Linked DNA regions of Sus scrofa: region 2 is linked to region 1. Evidence: chromatin contacts called from public Hi-C data. All regions are on one chromosome and are shown on one strand. The core of a region is the stretch at or near the end of the contact, and the rest is flanking DNA. Distances in the headings are between cores, read along the strand shown.

The links. Hi-C and Micro-C count contacts between places; a contact is called where the count stands out from the background.
Region 2: a contact with region 1 is called in a Hi-C map of liver, with 4 times the contacts expected there. A contact is called at or near these places in 1 of 5 promoter capture datasets (liver), 13 of 47 Hi-C or Micro-C datasets (alveolar macrophages, embryonic fibroblasts, fetal heart ventricle and 5 more) and 1 of 2 datasets of targeted methods (skeletal muscle).

Annotation. Positions count from the first base shown.
Region 1 is chr3:32,447,999-32,454,485 of Sscrofa11.1, forward strand. It overlaps EMP2 (epithelial membrane protein 2), which reads left to right and starts at 2,504. Exons shown (of 5, transcript XM_021086642.1): 1 at 2,504-2,642.
Region 2 is chr3:32,496,192-32,502,762 of Sscrofa11.1, forward strand. No RefSeq gene overlaps it. Among named protein-coding and RNA genes, the nearest start is that of EMP2, 49 kb to the left of the region's middle.

The sequences.
Region 1 (6,487 bases), core at 1,254-3,753:
GTTTCTGTCTCCAATCTTCCTGGAGAGACAGGCACATATTTAAAGAGAGAAAACTAGAGATGCAAGTGGCAGGTGGATTGCACAGGTAGGTGGGGCTCTGAAGAAGCCTGGGAAGCAGGTGAGAAATGCAATCGATCATTCCTTTCTCTGAGTCCTAGAGAGGCATCTTTGCTGTCTGGCCAGGTGCTTCCCTGTGTGGGCCACGCCCCACCAGCAGGTGCGTGGGAGGGGATTTTAGGAGGACGCACGGAGTGAGAACAGAATTCCCTTTTCCAATGATCTTGCAATAGTTCTGACTACAAGAAGGAGACTTTCTCCTTCTATGCTAGCGTGACCCTAACACTTGCTGAACTCCTTTTTCAATAGACACTAAACCTCAGGTTCATGGACTCTTTCATGCAATAGTATCTAGTTAGAAAGTACTAACACTGTTTTCTTTGGGCAGTGTTTATATTTCAAGTTTGTCTTCTATTTTTGGTGGTTGGCATTGGTTTCCTGTTTATCACGATGATATAGAGCTTCCTTTTAAAAAACAAATATAGTTAAAAAACAGAGTTGACTTAAAGAAAAATATTAAGTGTATACTAGTTCAGGTGGCCTGTGGATATGATAAAAATCATGGCTGGACCCTGGTTAACATTTTGCAAAGTGCAATGTAATGGGAAGAGGTGAGCCAGGTTCAAATCCAAGCTCCCACCCAAATAGGGACTTTGGGCAAGTTATTGAAGTAGCTTCTCTGAGCCTCAGTTTCTTCATGGGCTGCTGGGTCACACAGATGGCAGGGCTTGTAAAGTAACTGGCACAGAGTGAGGGCTCAGCAAAGGGAAGAAACCCACCTGCTGCAGGTGTCCATTCTGCCAGAGCCTTCTGGGCGTTCTCAGGTGGCCATGGGACAGGCAAGCATCCCCATCCCTGCTGGTGACTGGGCCCTGTATGGCCTCCTCTGTGGCAGCCAGACCCCACTGTCCTCCCCTTTTACGTGGGGCCTCAGCTCAAAATGAACACCTTTCTGCCCCCTCTCTTGCTTGGGAAATGAAAGTCTTGACTAGCCATAGAATATCAGAATTTAAAAAGATGTGGCAGATCAGACACTAGAGCAGCTGAGGGACCTCAAGACTTGGGTCTTGGGGTAGCCCTTTGCAAGGGGCCCCAGATCTCCCTCAGATCTCTAATTTAGACCCAAGGAGGCTCTCTCTTTGCAGAACTCTGCAACAAGATTGAAAAATGTCTGGAGCATTGCCGTCATAGCTCAGCAATAACGACCTTAACTAGTATCTATGAGGATGCCAGTTCAATCCCTGGCCTCACTCAGTGGGTTAAAGATCCGGTGTTGCTGTGAGCTGCAGAGTAGGTCGAAGACACAGCTGGGATATGGCGTTGCTGTGGCTGTGGTGTAGGACGGCTAGCCTGGGAATTTCCATGTGCTGCAGGTGCATCCCTAAAAAGACAAAAAAAAGACAAAAAAAAAAAAAAAAAGAGAGAGAGAGAGACTGGGCATCAGAAAATTTAAGCATGGCTTCTCAGCTAGACCAGCTACTGCACAATAAGTTAGCATTTCTTGAGAGGATTTCTGATTCTTTTGTTAGTGGCACAAGTCCATTGCCTTATATTTTGGGGTGGGTGCAAATAACATTAACATGTTAAATTAAAAGCTTTAAAATATACTGTAATATGCTGTGGTCCTGGTTTGGAATTTCTTCCCTTTTTCAATACAGTAAATTCTCCTCTTCCTGCACACCCCACCGCTGAGGCTCAGGCCCCTCTGGCTTTTTCCTGTAGCCTGCAAGAGCCTCCAGCCCAGAGGAACCCTCTCAGTTTCTAAATGGGGACACTGGGGGCTGGAGAGCAAGACTTGGGGTGGTTTGTCTTTTGATGTTATTTCCAGGGACAATAAATTCCAGGGTCGTGGTTTCAAAAGATACGGCTGGTGTTTTGTGTGCGGGTGTGCCTGGGCGGGGGGCATGGGCTGGGCAGACTCTGGTGGAGTCCTAATGGATCCCTGGTTGCCTGGCCACCTCCCACCAAGGCCAGGGACTCTATGTCAAATAGGAAAAATAACCACAGCTGAGGCTGATCGAGCACTTACTATGTACCAGGCACTGCGCGCCTATGACCCTTGCAGGAAATCAGTCCTATCGTGACTCCCATTTCCAGAGGGGAAACTGAGGTAGGAAAGATTAAGCAGAAGATCCCTAAGTAATGAAAAGTGCTAGGGAAGGGGTTCTAAAGTAAGGATTCCAGAACCCTGGTCCTTAACCCTTACCCTGAGAGAAGAGAACTGGGGAGAAGATGCGAAGGAGAAGGGGAAGCTGGAAACTTCCAGAGTGGGCGCAGCGCAGAGAGCCTTCCAGCTCGGAGGAAGCTCGAAGGAAGGCGGGCTGGGGCTGGGGTCGCTCCCCGGGCTCCGGCCTTTCTCTCCAGCGGCCCCCACCCGCCTCCCGTGGTTCCTCCCACTCCGCTTCCCCGCTCCTGACATCACACCCCGGGAGGCGGGATCGGGAAGGAGGGGGGACGTGGGGAGGAGGCTCGGCGCCACCGAGAGGGAGGAGGGAGGGCGCGCAGTCCCAGCCCAGAGCTTCAAAACAGCCCGGCGGCCTCGCCTCGCGCCCCAGCCGGTCGGTCCGTCCAGCCGCCAGCGCCCGGTGAGTCGGGGTCGCGCCCGGGAGCCGCGCGCAGGTCTGGGAGCTCGGGGCAGGGAGCGCCGGGGCAGCGGGGACGCGAGCGGCCCCTGCACCTACCGGACCCAGGGAGGTGCCTGCAATTGGTAGCGGGCAGGGAGGGGCCGAGGCCCATGGGGCCGAAAAGCCCCTGTCCCTCGGCCAGACTGCGAGGGCGCAGACGTCCCGCCTGCGTCGAGTTCGCTCGGGACCTGGAATTCCACCTCCCCACCCCCGGACTGCTTCCTTCGCCTCTTGCGCCGAGGCGGGCGGGAAAAGTTTGGGGAGGAGTCAGGGCGACTCCCCTCGGTCCCGCCAACTCCACTCCCAGGGCTCTCGGAGTCCAGGCCAGCCCCCCTCTCGTTGCGTGAAGGCCCCTGGCGTCTTGGCGCACGGCCCTCCGCCTCGCCCAGCGCGCGGGACAGGCTGCGCCCGGGCCGGGTCCGTGGGTCCCGTCTCGGCCCCCGCGGCGGCGGCGGCGGCGGCTCCGTGGCGCCCCCTAGCGGCGAGGAGCAACGGCTGTGGGTCTGGGGCGGTGGGGGAGCTGGTGGCACCGCTTGGGTGATCCCCTCTCCACTCTGGTTGGGCTTCGCGGGCTTTGAGAGCGCCATCCATGGGTCCAGAGAACGGGGAGGCTAGTGCTCGTGATAGAAGGACTCTATATTCTCCCCAAATCCAGGGTCCTGAATGCACCCCGGGGAGGGCCTAATTTGGGGCTGGTGTGGGAACTTCCTAGGTGGAGATTAGTTGGGGGCACCTGTGCCCGAGGGAGACCCCCGCAGCGCAAAGCTCTCCCTCTAAGCCACAGAGCTCATCTCTTCCTTCGGAACAAGAATGACAGTCCAGCTTCAGATTTGGGAAAGGGGGCAGTGTCCCTCCCAAGCTCCAAAGCTGTGATGTGGGGTGGAGCGACCTTGTACCCTTGCTGTGTCTAAAATGCAGTGACAAGCCTAAAGAGTGACAGGCAGAAAGTAATAAGGTAAGGGGCCCAGAGAGGGTCTTAAGAAGCCAGTGGCCCAAATACTGTATGATTTCCTGATAAGAGGCACCTGGAATAGGACCCCTCCCAGCGCTGGAAAGGAGGATTGTGGGGCAGAGAGATGGGGGGTTTTGCTTAATAGGTACAGAGTCTTTGTTGGGGAGGATGGAAATTTGGGGTGTAGGTAGTGGCATTGGTTACACGATATTGTAGATGTATTCAGATGCCACTGAATTCTACACTTACAAGTGGTGAAAATGATCAGAATTATGCTTTGTATATTTTACCATAATTAAACCACGAGAGTCTCCAGCCACCTCTATGCTTCAGGCCGAAGGGGTTGGATGTCCCAGAGGCCGCTCCCTGTCACTGGCCACCACTCCCTGGAATCTGGCCTCAGCATAAGGAAGTGGAAGGAAGGGACGGGAGCTGGGTTTCCCCAGGAGTTGGGAAGGGACAAGAAAGTGAACCGAGAGCTGCTGGAGCCTCTGCTGGGCGCTGCACCTGGCAGCCCCCCACAGCATTAGTCGTTCCATCCCCACTCCGGGCTGCAGGTGGGCAAAACCAGGCCAGTGAACCTAAGTCAGTGTCTCAGGGCCCTTGAGCCAGGAAGTTCCAAGAGCCAGATTTGAACTTCCATTTGCATCTCCCCAAGCCCTCCCCTTTTTTCCACCCAGAGGTGCCTCAGTGGGTGTTTGCGGAGTGGAGGGGGGATCCTTCTGGGGAAATCAGGGCCCAGATGCCCATGGGGGCTTTGGCAGATGCCAGGCTCACAGCAGAGGAAGGGACATGGGGGTGGCAGGAGAATGCAGACCTGTTTTCCCACCGAGGGTTATGGGATCCGCCGCTTCAGGCCTGGAGCCACGTCTGTCCGTCCCTCCAGTGGGGAGACTGAGATGCACCTGAATCTGGGGACTGGTGTTTGTGTTGGAAGCCACGGAGGTGGCCCTCGGGACTGGTGAGGGCAGGGCCAGCGGGAGGGGAGGCTCAGGGCTGGCACTGCTGGGCCCCACCCAGGGGGAGGGGCTGCGCCCTCTTCGGGCTTCCTGGCCCTCAGCTCTTGAGGAGCGACAGGGTCCCTTGCATCTAATAGTAAACATAGGGCACAACCGTTCTGTCCTGGCCTTCGTCCCCCTACACACACAAGTGGTTTCTCGGGCCCTTTGTTTCTGGAACATGAGTGTGTCCCCTAGATTTCTTCTCTGCCTCGTGCATCATGTCTTCAGGGCAAAAGCTAAAAACCACATGTCTGTGCGCACAGACGCAATTTTCCAGCAACAAGTGATTCACAGGGAGGCTCAACTGGCCAAATTGTCACCCCAGGCCCACACTGACTCCCCTGCCCTCTGCGACCTTCCTGGTGGATGCCCGGGGGCGGGGGGTGGGGGTGGTGGTGTCACCGCTGGGCCTGGCTCTTTGTCATAGTAAACTCTGCCGCCAGACATGACCGGGAAGGGAAGTCTGTCGAGACAAAAATACATGAATGCCTTTCCAGGCCAATGGGGTGGCAGTGGATTACTGGCCGCTTGGCGGGATTTGTTTAGAAGGCAGGAGTCCAGCACGGGGGCGGGCAGATAATCGTGTGTGTGTGTGTGTGTGTGTGTGTGTGTGTGTGTGTGTGTGTGTTGCAACAAGTGTCCACTACGCAGCTCTGCGGACATGTGGGTTCTCTGATACGGGGTTCAGGGGCTAAGGGGGCCCGGGGGGACTGGGCTCTCCATCCACAGAGGGGTGGCAGCCATCCCCTAAAGGTGGGGTGTGGTCCAGGGTGTGGGGCCTGGGGACCAGAGCCCTTCCAGAAGAGGCACTTAAAGGTCAGTGGCAGGACTTCAGTGCAGGAGGCCTCCGGGACGTCTTACTGGGCTTGGCGATTGGCAGCAGCAGCTGGAACCAGGAACGAGAGCAGCTGGCCCCTGAGATAGAGCTGGGGACCTGACTCTTGGATGTTGGCTTCATTCTTCCCAGGAAAGGATGGAAGGGGAGGTGGGGAGGGGGGAGAGGAGGCTCCCCTTCTCACCCCAGGAGCGATGGACTCGACTGCCTGCAGGAGTTACCCGAAGAATGCAGCTGTGGCAGGGCTGACCCCTGGCGGGAGTTGTCGGATGCATCTGGCTCTTGTTAGGGACAGGCTGAGAGGGAGTCTAAAAATATCCTGCCACCCAGCGAGGGTGCCGGCCTGGTAACCTGACACCCACAGTGGCGGTGGCTGTGGTGTTGGTGATGACGACGGCACTAGCTTTGCTCTGTGTGGAGTCACTGGAACTCTTCCAGGAAGCCAAGCCTTGGGCAGAGGCCTAGAGGAGTGAATGCTGTCTGCATTTAGGGCAGCCATGGGCTAAGATTGAAGAATTCCAGGGGCATAAAGGCCTTAGAAAGTCCCAGTTTGACAGCAAGGGATGCTCAGAGAGGCGGAGTGACTCACCCGAGGTCACTCAGCGAGTCGGAGGCAGTCCCTGAACTAGATCAGGGTCCAGGGACTCACTGAGGAGAAGTTCGCTGGCTGGGAGTGGTCGGTGGGTTCCCAGGTTGGGTCCCCAGGGTCAGGAGCCCTTGTGGCCTATACCATCCATCCGGGATGATGCGTTTCCACGCTCTCATGCCGATCTGAGAAAAGTGGGCAGGGAACTGTGCTCTTGTAGTGGGGCACTTCCCATTGGCATCGGGTCACTCCTGGCTCTGGGGGTGTCGTCCATCCTGGGGCGGGAAGGAGGGAGGTGGGGGCTGGAGGAGAACCTTCTTCCCCTCCCAAGACACTGCTGGTTTGTTCACATGGTCTTTCCAAGGACTTTAAGAGGAGTTGTTGGCCTGAATAATTGAATTCCCAGGGCTCTCACCTTCCTTGGGAAGCTGG
Region 2 (6,571 bases), core at 345-2,844, 47 kb after region 1:
TTTATTTTATTTTATTTTATTTTATTTTATTTTATTTTATTTTATTTTATTTTATTTTATTGCTTTTTAGAGCCACACCTACAGCATATAGAAGATCCCACGCTAGGGTTCGAAGCTGAACTATAGCTGCCAGCCTAAACCACATCTACAGCAATGCAGAATCCGAGATGCATCTGCGACCTACACCAAAGCTCATGGCAATGCCGGATCCTTGACCCACTGAGCAGGGCGGGGGATTGAACCCAAAACCTCATAGATACTAGTCGGGCTCATTACCGATGAGCCACAATGGGAACTCCTGGATTGTTTTTTATTATTATTATTTTTAATTTTTTTGTCTTTTTGCCTTTTCTAGGGCTGCTCCTGCGGCATATGGAGGTTCCCAGGCTAGGGGTCTAATCGGAGCTGTAGCTGCCAGCCTACACCAGAGCCACAGCAATGCAGGATCCAAGCTGTCTACGACCTACCCCACAGTTCACGGCAAGGCCGGATCCTTAACCCACTGAGAGAGGCCAGGGATCAAACCCGCAACCTCATGGTTCCTAGACGGATTCGTTAACCACTGAGCCATGATGGAACTCCTGGATTGCTTTTTTAAACAACAAACATTTATTGTCACACAAATGTTGACACTCAGGAATCCAGTGACAGAGTAGCTGGGTGGTGTTTGCTTTCCTGTCTTATAGAAAGTGGACCTCATCTTTGAACCTGAGAATTCCTGCCTCCCAGCCCTTGACCCAAGCTATGTCCCCAGGCTGGTCCTCTGCCTGGAAGGTCTCTTTCTGAATCCCATGTATCCTCTCTTCTGCTCAGCTTTTTGCCTCCGCAACATGGATCTTTAGTCTAGAGCCAGGTGGAGCAAACTACTGGCTTGCTGGCCAAAGTCTTGCCTTTTTTGTGGCCCTCAAGCCAAGAGTGCTTTTTCAGTCTTAACATTATAAGAAAGGCAGAGAAGAATATGCCGCAAAGACCTAATGTGGCCTGTAACACCTAAAATACTTACAATTTTACTTTACAAATAAAGTTTACCAGCCTCTGGCTAGAACTGGACTTGCCTGTCCCTGTAAATCTCCAGACCATTAGATGCTCCACCAGTTTAGATTACAAGCCTCGGGCAGAAAGAACCTCAGTAAAGCCATGCTATCTTCCATTTTGGTCATTAAATGAACCATCCTGGCCAGTGATCGACTTCTTGTAGCGGCTTACTGAAGCCTCTGTGAAGGTGAACCTGGCAACATCCTGATGTGTTTCTACAAGTTTTTCTGAAACTGAGAACATTCACTGGTCACTGGCTGGTACGGATTAGGGAAGAGTTTAAACCAGGGTTAAACCGCGGTCCATGTCCAGCCCACCACTGGATTTTGTAAACGAAGTTTTACTGGCCTGCAGCCACCTGCTAATTTGCATATTGCTCAAGGCTGCTTTCAAAGTCAGGGTTGAGTTGCCGAAAAAGAGACCATACGGACCCACATGTGAAACATTTACTAGCTGGCCTTTTACAGAACGTTTGCCAAACCTTGGTGTAAACCAAATGTTTTGCAATAGCAAAGCCAGGGCCCCTGCTTCCCAGGCTGGAACCGCAGATCCCGGCTGCCCTCTGTGCTGCCACCTGTGCCTGTGGCTTGTAGCACCCAAATGTAGTGTCAGTCAGGGTCCTTAGCTGCAAGCAACAGTGTCTCTGGCTAATGTACACAGAAAAGGAATTTATTAAAAGGAAATCAGGTCACTACCCCCAGCCCCACCCCCATTGCCTCATATTTCTTCTCAGAACACTCTTTGGTAAGGAAACCACACAAGGTGGTGGCACTTATACCAAGGACTTGATCTGTATCCGTGCCACCCATATGTCTTTAAAGTTTTTTAATTTAAAATTTTATTTTTTGTTTTTGGCAGCACCCTAGACCTGTGGAAGTTCCCAGGCCAGGGATCGAACCCGAGCCACAGCAGTGATAATGCTGGTTCCTTAACCCTCCGAGCTACCAGGGAATTCCTACCCCTACAGCTTTAGATTCAAAGCCAGGCACAGTGCATCTGATTGATGATGTCTGGGTCACATGACCTTGGCCTCACTGCAAGGGAGGCTGGGAGATGATTAGCAGGCATTGTCAGTATTGTTCGTTTTGTTTTGTTTTGATCTTTTTAGGGCCGCTCCCGCGGCATGTGGAGGTTCCCAGGCTAGGGGTCTAATCGGAGCTGTAGCCACCTGCCTATGCCAGAGCCACAGCAATGAGGGATCCGAGCCGCATCTGCGACCTACACCACAGCTCACGGCAAGGCCGGATCCTTAACCCACTGAGTGAGGGATCAAACCCGCATCCTCATGGATTCTAGTCGGGCTTGTTAACTGCTGCACCACGATGGGAACTCCAGTATTGTCTGTTTTTACAGTAGGAGGTAAGTTTTGCAAACCAACCAGAGACTCAGAAGGAAGGGAATTCTCCAGACAAAGGGAGGACCTTCAGATACTGGGCTGTCAAATACCTGCTAAATCCCATCAGAAGCCCAGTTCTCTATCTACCTACGGCTAAGCCAGTGTATCCTAAGCTTTATGGCCCATACCTCGTCTACACGCTTTTTGCTGGTAGGTGTGTACATCCTGCACTATTCACTGAACATTTTTCCTTAAATCTACTTTTTTTTTAATATAAATGCATTCATTCAAAAGAAAAAATAAATACAATTTATTTCAAACTACAAATTTATAAAGTAAATTGAAGATCAACATTTTTTGTCATAAGTGACCCAGTTAAAAACTAGATATGATTAAAAATAAGAATGTTATTAAATGCATATTTCAAATGGTTGTTTGCAGGAGGTTTTGAGCCCTAGGACTGCTCTTTCCTAACTAAGAAAGGTTAACAACAGATACATAGGTGTTAAAAAATGATCGGGGGCAGGGGGAGAAGAAATGGATGGAGTTCCCTGGTGGTCCAGTGGTTAGGATTGGGTGCTTTCAGCTTTCACTCCTGTGGCCCGGGTTCAGTCCCTGGTCTGGGAACTGAGATCCCACATAAAGCTGCTGCATGCCACAGCCAAACAAACAAACAAACAGATCAGGACCATAACTGCTTGATATAATCGGAAAGTAGTAAGAAGACAGAGAAGATAACGTCCTCTTATGTAACGTGACTCCAGGTACCTCCTAGATCAGTCAGGTACCACTGGGAGTATTTGCCTTGCAGTTTTTTAATTTATTTTATTTTATTTTATTTTTTGCTTTTTTAGGGCCACACTTGCAGCATAGGGAGGTTCCCAGGCTAGGGATCTAATGGGAGCTACAGCTGCCGGCCTACACCACAGCCACAGCATCGCCAGATCTGAGCCATGTCTGTGATCTACACCACAGCTCATGGCAACGCGGGATCCTTAACCCACTGAGCAAGGCCAGGGATTGAATCTGCAACCTCATGGTTCCTATTCTGATTCGTTACCACTGTGCCATGATAGGAACTCCTTTTTTTTTTTTTTTTTTTTAAATTATGGTTGATTTACATTGTTCTGTCAATTTCTGCTGTACAGCAAATTGACCCAGTCATACATCTATACACACTGTCTCATATTTTGCTTAGTAGCTTACTTTCAATCCTATCAAAGTTTCCTGTTGTTGCTTTAAGAGATCAGAGTTCCCGTCGTGACTCAGCGGAAACGCACCTGACTAGCATCTGTGAGGATGCAGGTTTGGTCCCTGGCCTTGCTCACTCAGTTCAGGACCCAGCGTTGCCATGAGCTGTGGTGTAAGTTGCAGATGCGGCCTGGATCCCATGTTGCTGTGGCTGCAGTGTAGGCCAGCGGCTACAGCTCAGACTGAGAGTGCAGCTCTAAAAAGAAAAAAAGAAAAAAAAAAAAAAAGAGGGAGAGAGAAAGAGATCACCACAAATTTGGTGGCTTAAAACAACATGATTTTATTATTTCACATTTCTGCAGGTCAGATATCTCAAATCAGTTTCATGGGGTGTCAGCAGGGCTCCATCTGGGGAACATGTAGGTCAGGCTCCCCAAAAAGTGTGAACTCTTTTTTTTTTTTTCTTTTTCTGCCGCACCTGTGGCATATGGAAGTTCCTGGGCCAGGGATCAAATCTGTGCCAGAGCTGCACCCTATGCTGCAGCTGCAGCAACACCAGATCCTTAAGCCACCATGCCACAGCGGGAACTCCCAAGAAAGTGCAAACTCTGGTGTCTTCTCTGGTGTTAGGAATTCACATGTGTTCTTTGCTCCTCCCTTGTCAGATTTCCCCTGGGTCCCCTCTCTCTGAACACCACTACCTCTCTCAAGCTGGCCTTGTAGGATGTCCCCATCCAACAGCAGATTTAAAATATCTATTTTGATTTAGCCACACCTTGGGTATATGATTAGATGCTTCCAGCCTCCCAGAAAGCCCAGCACACTCCATCCTCTCACCCGCTTCTGACCACAAGTCCCGTTTGAGCTTCTGGGCTTGCGGGGACCCCGGGGGGAAGGGGCCCGACGAGGCACATTGTGCCATCCTGCACAGACGGCCAGTGGGCGCCGCCTCTGCCAGGTGTCTACAGTGCGCTAATTACAGAGCTTGTCTGGTTCTGAGGAGCTGACGTTTCTGACTCATCACCCAGGGGGCAGGAGTTTTCATTTGCTTTTTCTGTTCTGATAGCTGCTTTTCTTGGCCCCATCCAAGGCCGTGGCCCAAGACTGCTGTGACCCACCAAACCTTCCCTGGGAAGAAGTATATACCAGCAATCCAGTCTGACTCTGTGATTAGGAGCCAAGAGACTTTAACAAGCTGCTTAGACTCTTTAAACCTCTTAATCTGCAAAACTGGGGTAATGCTTAAGCCTTTGGTCTCCCATTCACCAAATATTTGTGTTCTTGCTTGTTTGTTTTTTGGCCACATCCATAGCATGTGGGATTTCCCAGGCCAGGGATGGAAACTGTACCACAGCAGCAACCAGAGCTGCTGCAGTGACAACACCAGGTCCTTAACCCACCACACCACAAGGGAACTCCATGACCCAGGATTTGATGAGCACCTATCATGTGCCACACCTTGGGCTGGAGACACACGGATGTACCAGACGGAAAAGTCCTGTGTGCTTGCAGAGCTTACAATGGAGGAGGGGGCAGCCAATAAGCAAGAAAATTTTAAACAAAATTACAAATTGGGATACCATCTGTGAAAGAGATAGTATAATGTAAAGGCAACAACCTGGGCTGAGTGAGCAGGACTCATTGATGAGATGACATTTAAGCTAAGACCTGTTTAGGAGAGCTGAGGGCAGGAAGGATTGAGCAGCAGAACCAGTCAGTATATACGATTGTGAGGATTAAATAAGATAAAGCACACACAAGACCGGGCCCAATGCAGTGGACATTGTTTCCAGAGATACCCAGAACTCCAGTTTACAAAGTACCTTCGTATGAACTGTATCATTTAATTTGTTTCTCATGACAGCCCATCAACTAGAGAGGCAGACACTGCTGTGCCCATTTTATTGCTGGAAAGGGATGGGAACAGCATTTTCGCTCAGCAGGGAGGCGGAGTTCCCGTGGTGGCGCAGCAGAAACGAATCCGACTAGGAACTATGAGGTTTCAGGTTCCATCCTTGGCCTCACTCAGTGGGTTAAGGATCCACGTTGCTGTAACCTGTGGTGTAGGTCGCAGACACAGTTGGGATCTGGCGTTGCTGTGGCTGTGGTGTAGGCCGACAGCTGCAGCTCCGATTAGACTCCTAGCCTGGGAACCTCCGTATGCCACAGGTGGGGCCCTAAAAAGAGAGAAAGAAAAAAAAAAGTTCAGAAAGGAGGCAAAGCCTTTCCTTGCGGTTTCTTTCCTCTCCTGAAGCTGCCTTCTTTGAGTGATGGTGGATGCTTGCAAGTTAGCAATGGATGGGTCAGGTCCTGCTTTGTAACAAAGAGCTGCCATGCACACTGGCCTACACCCATCAGAGTTATTGTTCACGTGTCTGGAATCAGCTGGAGATTGCCTGGGCCGCTCTGCCGACCTTGGCCAGACATGTTCACAAGTCTGCTTGGTGGCTGACCATGCCCTTGGCTGAGGTGGTTGGGGCAACTCAGCCTGGTTCATAGGTCTCCTGTCTTGTATCAGATTGACTCAGGTATGGTCTCACATGATGACAGAGTTGCAGGAGGGCAGGTGGAAACACAAGGCCTCTTAAGGGCTAGGCTTGCAATTAAGATACCATTACTTCTCTGCCTTCTATTGTCCAAGCAGCTTATACCTCTTACCCAGGTTCACGGGCGGGGAAATCAACTAACTCTCTCCTTCAGTGAGAGGAATACAAGGATGGGGGTGGGGAACTGGGGTCATTTATGAATTCTATTACTGTAGGTTTCCCATTAGGACCATAAAGTAGCCAAGGGTGTGGGTGTGTATACACGCGTGTGTCAACCAGTTCAACCATTAATGGCACAGATGGAATACTGGTGAAAGTGCCAGTTCTGTTAAATTTCTAAGGGCATGACTCAGAATCTGAATTTTATAAGCCTTTCAGCTTATTCTGATGATCACAAAAATTTGCAAACCATCTAAACTATGTACACACTTTAGATAGGTTTTTATTTTATCTTTGGAGATAA